Regions from separate parts of the Arabidopsis thaliana genome. Here region 1 is linked to region 2. The links are chromatin contacts, called in public ChIA-PET maps. All regions are on one chromosome and are shown on one strand. The core of a region is the stretch at or near the end of the contact, and the rest is flanking DNA. Distances in the headings are between cores, read along the strand shown. Region 1 holds the start of AT2G44500 (O-fucosyltransferase family protein). Region 2 holds the start of EML4 (Emsy N Terminus (ENT) domain-containing protein).

Region 1 (7,389 bases), core at 3,013-5,512, 35 kb before region 2:
TTGTATTGTTCATAAAAAGTTACATATAAGTTTAGTTTACAAGATCGAACCTCATCTTCGATTGCCCATGAGACTTCATCGAACAATCCATCATAAAGTGGAGGAAGAAGTTGTGGAGGAAGATTCATCACTCTTTGAGATACCAATAAACCAACATCTTGTGCCTTTTTCTCTAAGAGCATTTCTAGATTATTCGCTATATTCTTTTCAGAACAAACTTTACGAAGAAACTCTTTTAACTCTCTAAAACACTTGTTGTCCTGAACAAATGCCAACAAACACATTCTATGATTAGAATTACTTCAACAAGCGTAACAAAATCAAACACCAAGTTTCCTGTAAGAACAAAGCATGTATCGAGTGAGTTTTCTAGTGACTTGCCTTATCTCTTGCCATGTTAAGAGCAGTGACAAGAGCAAATACTGACTCATCCTCATCATCAGCTACTTTCACAACAGTTCCTACAGTTGTTTGCTCCAATATGCAATCAACAAAACTGCTCAAATCCCACTCCTTGTCATCGAGATAGTTTTGTAACAGGATCTTAACACCATGAAAGTCTGTAGGTTTAGGATCAAAGAACTCAAAGTCTGCTTGGACATCTTCCTACAAAGATCAAGCATTGAATAAAAGACGAATTTCTGATCTTTTTCATCTACAAAACCAACAGAAGAAGAGTAAATTAATCCCTTACCTGAGAATCTTCTTCATCAGACGAGTCCGAGACTTGTTCTTCTTTCCCTTTTCTTGGTAAATTAGGGATCTTTTGCTTTTCATCTACAAAATGAGAATGATACATCACTATAATTACAATGTTTGTGAAAAGAAAAGTCTCAATCAATCTAAGTGGTTTACTCACCAAAAGATATATCTTCATCAGAACATTGACAATCTTCAGGATGAGACAAATCACGCCTAGCCATTGAAGCAAAGGAAAGTAACCGCATAAACGGTGAAAATGTTAAAGGCTGATGCTTTAACACTCTTCTTCCTGATGATGGTCTTCGAGGCATCTGTTTCATTCAATTCACAGCTGATTAATATTCAGACTAATTCACTAAAACCTAAGATATAATCAGACTAGCTCTATGAATTGAGTTCACGGAACTGTTAACAAAGAATTGGAAGCACACCATAAAACGATTAAAGGTCCTTAATTTAAGTTCTCTAATCAAAAACCAGAAAACGAAACCAAACCTGGAAAAGCTGATTCAACAGTACGCAAAAGCCAAAACAACAAAGTTCACCCTTCTGAGATACGAAGATGATCAAACACTAACGACCCGGAAGCCAAAACCTCTCTGTCTCTCAAAACCCAAAACCCAACAAGACTGTTCGCGAGACTTCAATCTATGAGCGTGAAGAAAGCAAACTGCGTCGTTTTGTAACTAAACGAAGCCCTAATTAAAACGCCGTCGTTTAATCATCAAACCAAACAGACACAACGCGACGTCGTCTTTTATGTCTTCATCAGCATATTGTCTCATCTTTTGTCGACCAATTGAATATGAGTTATAATATGTTTGTAGCTGAAATATTCATGATTTAGCTACTTCACTCACATTTGTAGTTTTGTGAATATGTAAACCTATGGTTAGGTGAATTTCAACAAAATAACAGAGTTGGAGGAGATGATTAACTGTTGCTTTATTTATAGTACAAGTACAACTAGAACCGTATACAAACTCTGTAATATATAATTACAGCCCAAATAAATCGAATCAAAGAATCATATCTTATAACCTCACTATTCTACTTCTCACGTATATCGTAAAAACATGTAAGAAAAAAATAACCTCAGTTGAAACGAATATATATTTACTCCAAAAGATTTTGAAAAAATGATCAGATTAAAACCCGAACTAAAAGAATATCGCACGAACCACCATGAATCGTCTTCCTCAATCAATCTTCCGGGTGATCGGGAAAAAATCGGCGTCTTCTTCATTTTCCGCGCACCAAATAATGTCCAAAATGTCCTTCAAGGCTTAAGCATCGGACTGTTGTTCTTGTTGTTGTCTATCCGAGCACATACACTCTGGAACAGGATGTTTTGTAACATCTTTACCAGCTTTGCTCATTCTCAACTCCGGCTGTCCTAGCGATTCTCGATGAAGATCTTTCACAATTCTGTTAAAATCCGATTCAGGAAGCGACGAGTTCATGAAATAAGGAAGCATCTGTCTCTTATTAGGAGTGATGTATTTCTTGTGACCAGCGTAAGCTCTTTGCCCTTGTAACGCGTGTCCCATATTTCCTCCATGAGACGGTATGAAAACATCGCTCTTTTCGCAGACAATGTAGTCTATAGCAGCCATAACCGAAGCTTTGTTGGCAAATGGTTCAAGCTCGCCAGGTAAAGCAAGATCGTGCTTGTTGTAGAACTGAGGGAATTCTTTAGTTAGTGGCTCCAAAACCTCTTTTCCTCCTAGAGGCTCTCCTCCTGCCCAATAGATTCTCGCATCCTTTGGAGCTTCTAATGCTTTAAGCAGCCTGTAGAATGACAACAAAATGTTAGTATTACTTGAAAAAACATAAGCAAAAGGATTTGTTCATAGAGTTGGTATAATACCTTGTGACTTCTAGAGCAGTTAAAGGGCATAAACCGGCAAGTTTTCTCTCGTGATAAGTCATGTTTGATCTACCGGTAAGAAGCTCAGGGTGTCGTTCTCTTTCGCTGTTGACTATTTCATCGTACTCGGGAGTTAAACCAGGGAGACAACCAGTTCTAACCCAAACATCTTTCTCCATTCTTAGATGAAGTGAGAGATACTGTCCTTGGTTACGCATTCTTGAAGCTAGTTTATTACCGAGTTCAAGAATCCTCGGAGAAAATCTAAGCGCTTGGAAAGCAACCTTGCATCGGAGTTTCTGAAGATCTGAAGGGAGGTCTTTGGAGAGTCTTGAATCGAGTCCACGGAGAAGTAAAACTCTTTCTCTGTTAATCTGCAAAAACAGAGGAAATAAAACACTATTATTAGCTCAATCTAGTCAAACAAAGAAACACTTCAAAATGGTATTGTTTTGGTAAGAAATCTTACTCGCTTAAGATAATGAGCACGAATCCATTGAGGAGAAGCATGAAGTGGAGTCCTCTTCTCTTCAACAGGTCTCGTCATAACATGTGTAGAAGGTAAAGACGAAACTATATGAACATCATCTGCTAAAACATCCTTGAAATGCTCCAAATCGAATATATCCGCAAATTCACTAAAATTGCAACAAAACAAACAATTAGATCAACAATGTCACAATCTTATTACTTTCTTCTTTAAGAGATTATAATGAGTTTAAAGTTTATACCTTTCGTCTCCCCAAATGACATTAACCTGCAAAACAGGAACAACTAAAGAAGCTCCAAGGATCCTAGCGATCACAACAGCATCAACAATCTGATTCCTTTGCTGATTCATCCCACCAGAGACAACAACAAGCAAATACTTCCATCTGTTCTTCAAAATCGAATTGCTATCTTTTCTATATTGACTTGTAAATCCCAAACAGGGCTTAAACCCTAACCCATCAGGTTGCTTCCAGAAATCACCTTCCGTTAACAAAGTCTCGTTCTTTCCACCGTTTAATTGTATAATCGCATTCGAATTCGATGACCCAGTAGACAAAATCGGCTCTTGAGCCAAACCAAGATGGGATGCAGCGTTTTGTTCTCCGTCGAAGCTTAGTGGTTGTTGGGTCGTTGAACAAGGGTAACGTGAGAAAGGGAGAGAGATTGGGTCAACGTTGAAACCGAGTTTCAACATTCCAAAGAGTGAGACGAGGAAGAGAGTAAAGAACCAGATTCTAGGGTTCCTATAAGAGAAGCTGAATCTGTTGGTGCTTCTTGATGATTTCTTGGGAGAAACAAGAAGAGATTGTAATGAGGAAGATGATAAAGAGTTTATGATCTGAGAAGGGACTGAGATATACGAAACTTTCTTCTTGTTAAAGCTGTTACTGTTACTGTTTTTCGATAACGCCATTGAAGAAAGGAAGAAAGAAAAAACAGAGTCTTTGAGGAAGAAAGATTTGGGTTTTGAGGAACTCGCAGCAATGTTCGGTCACACAGCTACGGCGATGAATCAGGGAGAGAGACAAAAAAGAAACGTGTGAGAGAGAAAAAGAGAGAGAGAGGGAGATGGGCGGCGGGAACGCGAAGTCTGATCAAAGTCTGCAAACGCGTTCTTAAAGGAAGGGAGAGAGAAACAGAGAAGAAAGAGACCACATGGCAGTTTTTATTTTGAATTTGTTTAACTGTTTTGTTAATTAAAATACTAATTTAATTGTTTTGACTGTAATTTCTTTTCTTTAACTTTGATTAGAGAAAGTTTTTTTAAGAAAAAAAAATCTGTGATTAAGAGAAGAGACCACAAAAATGCGTTTTTTTGTGTGTGTTATGAACCTTATGATAAAGTCATTGGGAGTTTTTGGTAGGTCCATCAATAAGTTTTGAATTCATTTCGGCATATGAATAATGAGCCATACTGGATATCAAAGTCTATTCAATTAAACATGCTTTAAGTAGAAACAAAATAATATGTAGAAAAATGTGCTTCAAATATTTATGAGGTAATGAATGGGAATGATGATACACTCGTCTTTTTGTCAAACAATATTTTTTGAATAATTTGCAGTTTCTTCAAACTTAGAAGATGACAAATTACCAAACGAATTGGTTGCCATGGCTTATAGCCAAAGACTGGCTATGTATTTGTTTGTTCTATGTTTTAGTTTTTTAGATGATTAAATTTTGGGTTTTATGATAAATTTCTAAATAGAATCAAAGTTTTAAAATTAATTAGATTACTTGTCGCATAATTTTAATATGAGTTTTAACAACAACAAAAATTAATGCTATGTTATGATATAGTAGAATAAGAAAAAAGGAGAACCCCAATCACTTTTCATTTCAAATAATATAAAATATGTCCGAAAGAGACCAATTTATTGATGTCAATTTGTGAAAGTTCAAAAATTACACAAACCATAATTACGAATAGAAACACAAAAATGTGTATATCCATCCTTTGCGTACACCAACAACGATGACAGTGTCTTGTTGTGATACGGCCAGCTGTTTATTTGCATCATTCGAAGAACAAAAGCTAAATAAAGCTCACACGACAGCCTGTGAATACACTTCTCCTAATAAGCCCTATACCTAAAAACAATTAGTAATTAATTTCAATTATATTATAAAATATCAAACATTTCCTTTGGCTCCTCGAATATACCCTAAAGAAATGATTGCTATAATATTATAGAATTATGTAAGTTTGGTCAACAAGTTATTATCTACAAGTGAGTTTTATATATATATATATATATATATATATATACATATATATATATATATTATTTTTTTTTGGTAGAGACCAGAGAGTGAGTTCTATATTTTAACTATAGAGTAAGATATAATTTTTTCTTCATCTTAAGAGGGAAATTAAATGGGGCATTAAAAGAAGACTTATTATGACATCTTACAAAAAAAGTAAGCTTGGTCATATGTTATTAAGGTAATTTCTTAGAATTTGTTTTTTTTTTTTTTTGTGTTGAATTACATTACAAGTTATATCCAACTCTCTTTATCCAAGTGGCTGCCAGCTGGAATCCACTTGACACATCGGTATTCTCGTCCACGTCAGGTCAGTCTAACGTCTTATTAACCGCCACGTGTCTCCCTGCGGCCACTCACATGTCTCACGTCGAATTATGGGAAAAATTAAAGTACGACTTTTCACTGTCCAATATTCTTATTAACCAAACATAGAGATTGATGCGAGTTATTTTTTATTCGTGACTATAATATTCGATTTTGTTTTTGTTAAATGATTTCATGTTCTATTGTTCTACCTCAATTACATTATGGTACAATGGACAAATTTCTACACTACTAAACTTTTGAAAGCGAAATAAAACATAGATAATTGAATCTAATGACTAAATGTGGTTATTGCGTATGTACCGACTCTACAAGAAAAAAATGAGTCCAAAGCTGTTTTGAATATTCTAAATTAGAAACTTGTGAACATCATATGACGTAGAAGTTTGAAGAGTTCAAGTATACAATAGTATTATGTATTTCGTGTGGACTTGAATATTCTGGTTGGTTACCGAAAATGATATTTAATTAATTAAATCAGATAAAATGGGGTTTAATATCGTTTGGCCTTGCTAGATCTGTCTGTCCTTATTTAGTGTCTGACTATCCATTTAAATATATCTATAAATACTGCAAAGTTAATACTACATTTTTTAATTTATTTTTGGTATCAATGTTAAGTTAATACTGCATTTTTAACAATAAGAATATACATTTGTATCATACAGAGACGCTGACCTAGTTAATAATGACCATTAATGATTACAATAGTAATGAAAATCATGTACCTACCCAATTAGACCAGTTAGTGGATGGAGTCCTGGAGGAATAAGTAAAAAAAATTATCTAAGTAATTACTTATATTCTTATAAGTATCTCATACTATAGATCAAAATGAATATATGTTTTGATTCTGTATCGACTCAAGTAATAAGTAGCTGTTTCTTGGGTCTGATTGTGAAATTCAGATGCTCAAACTTTGAGGATGATAATATGGAAATAATTGTTGTGTTGATCTAGCGATGTAGTATTGAGATATACGGATTCCGGTATATATAGGAACAACAGCATATATAAGGGAATGAAAATGGAGCAACCAATAATATGATCAATAATTTTGGTTTAGTATTTAGCTTGTGATGGACGCAGACGAATGACGAGTACATGCTTCGTCCTTATCCAAATGACATTATTCGAAGTTGATGCAAAAACAAAATTAGACTTATTCATAGAATATTACGTTATTTAATATTCGTCGGAATTTTAGGGAACCATTGGATTAGTGGAGTTTTAGAATGTCATCACGTTGCACCACTTCCTCGAGTTAGAACAAAATGCGAATCTTACCGTAAGATTATTTGTTTAATCTCCATTTCATGTGCGACTGTAGATCTGCCTTCATGTTCCCCCTTTGTGCCGTTTTCAAATTCAATAAATACACACAGAAATTTATTAGTGCATAGTATTTGTTTTCCTGATAAGAATATGGACCAAAAAGAAATAAAACGGAAGAATATCAAGAACTTGCTCAATAATTTTAAGAATTTTCTTATCCCTCTTCGACGGTATTGAAGTTGGACATGCGTGCATCAAAATAGACGAAAACTATATATGCCATATTATATGTAATTAGGAATAATTTAACCATATGTAATAAGTAATTAAACTAATGTTCAATAGTATGTCTCATGTATTGAGCTAGTACAATGTCGTTGTCTCAAATACATAATTGAATACCGGTTACAGAAAATTCCAGAGGTTTTAATTAGTTAATTATATAGAATAGAGTACTC
Region 2 (7,221 bases), core at 4,343-6,842:
CCGCCTTTACTGACTTCTTGTTACGTTGTTGCTATGCACGCATGAGAGACTAGTTGAGATCTTACTCTTTGTGCTTTTCTAAAGTCAGACGGCGTGACGAACTTTTCCTTCGGAAGTTCGGATAATAGTGGTTAGTGGTGGGGTCGTAGAGAATAATATTGTAGTAGTAACTTAGAAATTAGTGTGAGAAAAAGATGTATTTAAACGGTTAAACCTTCGAATGATTCGAAATTAGTGGAAAAGTTGAAGCTTAAACCTCCTGAAATGACGTCATCGTAAGTTTACTTTTTCAAAACGAAAAAAGAAATAACGTCAGTTTTCTTTTTTTTTCTTTTTTTTCTTTGTTTGATACACAAGAAAAGTTTGATACAAATTCTGCTTGAACGATTACTAAATTGGTTTTTGAGATTGAAAGTTTGGAACACATTAACGTTAACATTTCAGTTCAAGTTAAATGATTCAGGTAAAGTAAGATGCTAATTTGCCATCTAAGGGAATGTGAGACAAAGTTAACAAAAAAAGACGATTTACCATAATAAGAAAATAAAAAAATTCAGAGCCTAAAATAAATAAATAAATTGTGAGGCTTTTATATTTGGTGGTTTCATATTCACTGGGCTTTTCTATTTGAATGCGTATTAATAGAATATTCTCACATCGAAGCGAATAATTGTTACACATTATAGCAGTTCTGTCAACATCTCACATGCTATAATCAATAATGGGACCATCACAATCTTTAAAAAAATATCAATAATCCAACTCATAATACCATAAATGATGATCTTTGAAAACCATGAGATTCTTCAAAAATTTAAAGATTGAACATTTTTTTTCAAATTGATATATGCTGAAAGTTGTAGATGTTACATACTCTTTGCCTATATCGTTTTCACATTCTATTTTTTTTTTAACTTTTTCAACAAGTTTAATATTAAGTTTCCTTATAAAACGTACGTAATTACATCGAAAGATGATTTCCATCAGCTATACATCAATCGGGTTTCGTTGTGAAAATAGCTAAAACCATTTCTCATTATTTCCAAAGGGGGGAAAAAATATATAAATCTCTCAAGAGTAACAGAGAAACTAATATAATGAAATATACATATCTCATCATCATCAATCGTTTTTCTTTTCATTCAATAACTTTCTGAACCATTCAGCTGATTTCTTGGGATATCTCTTACATCCGTCTTTGAAATCCACATAAACCAGTCCAAACCGGACCGTGTATCCCATTGCCCATTCGAAATTGTCTAGCAACGACCATGCGAAAAATCCCTTCACATTGGCTCCAACACTACATTTGCAACATAATTACATAAATATGAATGATAGTTTATTTCGAATTGGGAGTCTTAACACTAGATATAAAAAGATGCTTACGAGATAGCGTCTTGAACCATTTCGAGATGTCGAGCGTAGTAATCGATCCTGTCACCGTCTTTAAGGAAGATTTTATTGGTACTAAATTCATCTCTCCCTACAAAGATTGTTATATACGTCATTAGGATACTAAAGGAATATATGTATCAAGAACTGAAGCAATTGTTTGTGTGAGTTACCGTTTTCAGTTATGTACATGACAGGGTCCTTAAACTTGTATTTTGCATAGAGCACAAGATCACGAATTCCCTTTGGATATATTAAAAGCCAATCTGATGCAGCCTATAAAATAAAACCCCACACATAGCTTAGCGCTTGAGTTTGAATAAGTTCGCAAATATTGATAACCATTGCAAGTTGTTTGTGTCTAAAACAAGTACCTTTGGACCAATGGGAACTCCATCTCTTTCACCTGATTTGACAAACACAGATTTTGGACTCGTTAATTTAGTTTAAAGTATTAAAAGAATATAAAAAAATTGGATGAGAAGAAAACAAACCTGTGACACTGGCACAAGGATCAGAGAACATAGTAACATCTTTGGTGGAGCAGGGAACATCCTTTGCATAAGTAGAAGAGTAATAGTTGATGCCAATGAAATCATATGAGCCTTTCAACATCTTAGATTGTTGTGCAGTGAATATAGGTAAGCGGCCTTTTACGTTGTTGACCATATCAACCGGGTATTTACCCGTCACAAGCGGCTCCATAAAGTAGTCAAATGTGAAGGCCATGGCTCGTGCCGCAGCTAATCTATCCTTCGGTGATTCTGTATATGGCAAGTTCCAACCCGCGTTCAAAGCAATACCAACTTGACCTTGTTGAGAAGCCTATCAAATAACATTTAAGATTGCATATATATATTTTTCAGTAACGTTGTCTATTTCAGTAACTTGATGCTTAAGAAACATCATCTTTTTCTTTTCTAACCTTGTATTTTTCTCTGTAGACTTGGACGGCGGCTCCGTGAGAAAGGATGAGGTTGTGACCAACGATATAAGGCTCGGTGGCTCCATTTCCATCTGTGCAATTAGGGTTTGTGAATTTGGAGCATCTTCCTGGAGCCATTACACCTGCAACATACCCTTGTTGCACCACTGTCAATGGCTCGTTCAATGTCATCCAATGCTTCACTCTATCTCCAAAATTCTTGAAGCAAATATCCGCATAATCGCGGAAATCGTTCCTATTTCATTACACAACAAAATAAAATTAGTCTGATCTGTCCTGTTAATTGTAATGGCTACTAAGGTTGAGGACTTACACAATCTCGGCACCACGGAATCCACCATAAGCATCTTCAAGGGCTTGTGGTGTGTCCCAATGGAACATGGTTGCAAAAGGCTTAATTCCTGTAAACAATTACATAAGAATTACTGTAGTGCATGTATCCTAATTTGAAGGGTGGAAGAAAAATGATTTAGTATAAATCAGATCGAATTTGTGTTAAGCTTACTTTTTAGAATGTTTTCGTCCCTTTTTTTTAATACTAAAAGCTTAATTTAAAGTCATATGAAACAGAGAGCGTTACTTTAGCTTGTATTAGATTATGTCTTTTACCTTTGGACAAAAGTTCATTGATCAAGTTGTTGTAATAGTCAATACCAGCCTGGTTGATTCCTCCTTTTAGATTCCCACCTAAACAAGAAAAAACTCGTAAATTTTGGCACTAAGTGAGAAACACAATTTTCATGTGTGAATAATCTTCAAAGAAGAAGAAGATAAAACGTTTAGATAACTTACGAGGCAAGATCCTCGACCATGAGATTGAGAATCTGTATGCATTAAACCCAATTTGATGCAATAACGCCACATCTTCCTGCAACGTTTTTTTTTTCTTCTTAATAATGATAATCAAAGAATGTGACTGGTTATGTAGCCAATGGAAATAATGGAAAATAACCTTGTAAAGATGGTAAGAGTTATCTGCAACAGACCCATTGCTACCATCCTTTATCTTCTCTGGAAAATTAAAATAAAGCATTAATTCCAGCTTTATTAACTATAATCTCATTGAAGAATCAAAAACAGAGCAATCAAAAACTAACATTTTACTTATTTTTCCAAATCTCATCCTTTCTCCAGTGATCAATCCATTTTTCATATGAACAGATTCACAAATATACGTCTAGACTAAATTCACGGATCTTGAATTTAAACACTCATATTTAGATCATTAAAAAACAATGAGATTAGAAATAAAAACCTGGATATTTCTCAGAGAAGGTATCCCAGATACTAGGTCCTCTACCATCTTCATGAGCACCTCCTTCGACCTACCAAGTATTTTTAAAAAAACCCATAAATTCTCTAACCAGTGATCGGACCTTTTTTTTTGTAAGAAAACTAACTAAAAAGTACCTGGTAAGCAGATGTTGCAGATCCAAAAATGAAATCTTCAGGAAAATCACTTCTTCTTAATTTAGGTGTTGAAGAGTTGTTGTTGGCAAGAACATCATTGGAGGCCAAGACAATGAGCACTACTAGCAAAGAAAGATAATTACCTCTCATTCTTAGTTTTCTTCTTTATGATTATTCAATCTTAGTTTTGTTTTTAAGAAGATGAGTTAAGTGGAGGTTTATATAAGGAAGAGAATCACAACTGGATATGTATGTGAATATCTAAATAGAGCTATTTGAGAAAGATGATCTGATAGAGGGAAAGAGAAAGAGAGTATGATAAAATATTCTAATTTTCTTAATTAGTAAACGGAAAATTCAAAAATGACCTTATCAAGTTATATCAAAATAGGAAAAGAATGATAAAACGTGAGTGAATTTTTTCAAAAATAAATCTAAAGTAGCTGAGTCATTATTAAAAAGAAAAAATTAGAGAAAGAAAAGCATCATTGCACGTCGTGTAGACATTTACTTAGATGTGCTAATTTCTCAAGGAAACGTGAAGACGTGTTAGTTTTATTGATAAGTCCAGTTTTCGTCATTTTGTGTAAAAACGTCTTTTGATACAAATATCGACAAGTTTCTTGTAACGGCTACTATTTCAAATTTTAATTAATTACTTTTGTTTTACTTCTTTGAGTCTTTCTTTCTTTTTTAAACGTTTATTTTCACAGGTTGGTGTAGTCTGGAACGCGTTTGGGATTTGGACTGTCGGTCAGAATAACAATTTTATTTATCAAACCTAACATGATATATTTAATAAATTAATTAACACTCTCTTTGATTTTCAATGTGACGAACCAAGTCATTGTTTTGGTTTGAGAGGATCGGATCTTTTTCCACGTTTAATTTTATAAGTTTTTTGATCAAAAACAAAGAATTTAGTTCATATTAAATTAAATATGGACTAAATTCTTAATAGTTAGTAATAATTTAACTATCAAAATATTTATATTTAACAACTATTCATTACAAAAGTTTTAATTTTTACAAGAACAGTCCAATACAAATTTATTTGTAAGCCAAAAATAATTTAAATAAAATTTATTCCAAAATTGATGAAATTAAACTAGAGCAGGAGAAAACTTTATCAAACTGTGAAAGGTTTTAGCGATCACCGATAACTGTTTAGCTGTTTCTTAGGAAACTCACACTGTTCATTGAAGAACCTTCCATATATCAACAATGTAATGCCGATTATAATTAGAATCGATCGTCTTCGGAGACACCGCGTAAACTAAAAGTATACGAGTGAGGTTTTGCTCGTTTCTAAAACTGATTTTCCTCGTGATTACAATTTACATAAGCATGCAGGCTTAGGTAGAATTACAATGTGACATAGAATCATTGGAAGAAAAAAAAAAAAATAGAGGATCCATCAAAATTGAACTCTTTCTTTATCGTAGACTCGTAGTATCTTTGGTGAGCTATTGCACTTCAACAAATTTGAAGAATAACAAATAATATAAAAAAAGAATTAGAGGATCCATCAAAATTGAACTCTTTCTTTACCGTACTAACGTACGTTGTTGTATTTTACTTACTTGAACACATCGAAGCAATAACATACGTTTGTTTATCAATTTAACATACAAATAGTTGGGCCTACTTATAAAACTAATGGGCTTGGGTAAGGCTTTACACAGCTTCGGGGTTTTGTGATATATCTAATTTTCAGTTTATTTTTTATTTTTAAATCTCTACGTGAACACGTGGCTGGGGACGAAACGACGGTGTTTTATTTCCCTCGTAACTATTTTGATAATTTTAATGAGAATGAATCTACGAAAATTTATTTTCTCAACAAATTTGTTTACTTTTGTTCTTATAAAATTAAATTTCGTCTGAGTTCTTCTAATTTTGGCAAATAATGAGCTTTAGGCAAAATCTGTAATCTTTTAAGCTGAATCACTTATAGTGAAGCTCAGATTTGTTACCGGAGCAAGAAATTGATCCGTCGCTTCTTTCTTATAGCAGCTCGACAAAGTACAAAATTGAGCTCAAAACCAAAAATCGAGTCCTCTTCTAAGTCAAATTGAAATCAACCTTGGCAAATTGTGCTTGATTCTTCGTCTAGCTTCTCCAATTTTCATCTTCGAGATTCGTCTCTTGATTTAAGCTTCGTCATGGACTGCAAATCGTCTGATAGCAGTGGTTAGTTCCCGAAAACTGTGTAGAATTTCTCTCGCCTTCTCTATCAGTCACTGAAAATTAGGGTTTTCACAACTTTTGGGATTTCTCCGTGCGATTACTGTTATACATTGTGTTATTTTGGTGGATTGGTGTTTTTAGTTGAAATTTTGGATCTTGCTGTTTCTTGATTTAAGCTGAAACCTTTTGAATGTAATGTGTGGTAATGATTGATTCACAAAGGTTTGATTATTGAGAATGCAACATTGATTGATTTTACCGGTGGTGTATTCAGGAACTGATGATGATCTGCCACCGTCGCATAGAGTTCCACGAGGAGGAGGAGGAGGAAGAGGAGGACGCGTGGCTGGTAATGGAAGACCTTTGAATCTTCCGCCATCTTACCCAAAGATGTATGATGATCTTGCTGCGGATATGGAAGCTCAGATTCACCAGATTGAGAAGGAAGCATATATCTCTGTTTTAAGAGCCTTTAAAGCCCAAGGAGATGCTATTTCATGGGTATTTTTTGATCTACTTTGATTTCTCTTGTTGTGTTAGTGTCTGGTTAGGTGGAATAACATGTATTTTATGTTCAGGAAAAAGAAAGTGTCATAACTGAATTACGTAAAGAGTTGAGTTTATCGAATGAGGAGCATAGAGAGCTTCTAGGCCGTGTTAACTCAGATGATACAATACGAAGGATAAGGCAAGATCTTAAATCTGAGCATTTATCCGATGAGCAAGTGAAAAGCTTCTTCTCTTTTCCTATCAATAACAAATGCTTTTTCGGTTATTAGGGAATGGAGACAATCTGGAGGAATGCAGCCAAGTATGCGCAATGCTGCTCAAGTGGTTCACGATACATTGCCAAGCCCTTCTGTTTCAGCTTCTATGAAGACGCACAAACCAAACCAGCCAATTCCTTCTCAACCATTCGCTAGTTCTTCACCTTCTTTTCATCCTCAAGCTGATCCCACTCACCCGTTTGCTTCATCGACAGCTAAACGAGGACCTGTTCCTATTGTCAAGGGCAAAAAACACAAACCAGTGAGTCAAAAACTCAGAATATTGGAATGTTTTTTAGTCATAAATCATCTTCTTACAAGTTACTTCTGTTTCTAGGTTTTTCCTGGCTCGTCTTCCACAAAACATGCCCCATACCATCCTTCAGATCAACCTCCACGAGGACAAGTCATGAACAGATTACCATCTGTTCCTGCCAGTTCAAGTGAACCCACAAACGGAATCGATCCTGAATCTTTTTTAGGAAGAAGAGTTAGAACAAAGTGGCCTGAGGA

What was found. ChIA-PET counts read pairs in DNA pulled down with a chosen protein or histone mark.
Region 1: a contact with region 2 is called in an H3K4me3 ChIA-PET map of shoot, with 11 read pairs. The contact joins the promoter of AT2G44500 here to the promoter of EML4 in region 2. A contact is called at or near these places in 2 of 26 Hi-C or Micro-C datasets (callus and rosette leaf) and 1 of 2 datasets of contacts at active chromatin or transcription factors (shoot).

The regions. Positions count from the first base shown.
Region 1 is chr2:18,371,035-18,378,423 of TAIR10.1, reverse strand. It overlaps AT2G44500 (O-fucosyltransferase family protein), which reads right to left and starts at 4,262. Exons shown (of 4, transcript NM_130013.4): 1 at 3,304-4,262; 2 at 3,042-3,210; 3 at 2,573-2,946; 4 at 1,625-2,493. The coding sequence starts at 3,977. The coding sequence ends at 1,989. AT2G44510 (CDK inhibitor P21 binding protein) reads right to left here and starts at 1,376. Exons shown (of 9, transcript NM_130014.4): 1 at 1,198-1,376; 2 at 860-1,013; 3 at 695-777; 4 at 382-606; 5 at 51-260. The coding sequence starts at 1,013.
Region 2 is chr2:18,337,646-18,344,866 of TAIR10.1, reverse strand. EML4 (Emsy N Terminus (ENT) domain-containing protein) reads left to right here and starts at 5,592. Exons shown (of 10, transcript NM_130007.4): 1 at 5,592-5,944; 2 at 6,216-6,442; 3 at 6,520-6,629; 4 at 6,721-6,970; 5 at 7,046-7,221. The coding sequence starts at 5,917. BGLU15 (beta glucosidase 15) reads right to left here and starts at 4,265. Exons shown (of 12, transcript NM_130008.3): 1 at 3,752-4,265; 2 at 3,597-3,666; 3 at 3,294-3,352; 4 at 3,134-3,209; 5 at 2,951-3,028; 6 at 2,655-2,742; 7 at 2,321-2,576; 8 at 1,890-2,220; 9 at 1,770-1,801; 10 at 1,569-1,671; 11 at 1,390-1,486; 12 at 940-1,303. The coding sequence starts at 3,901. The coding sequence ends at 1,123.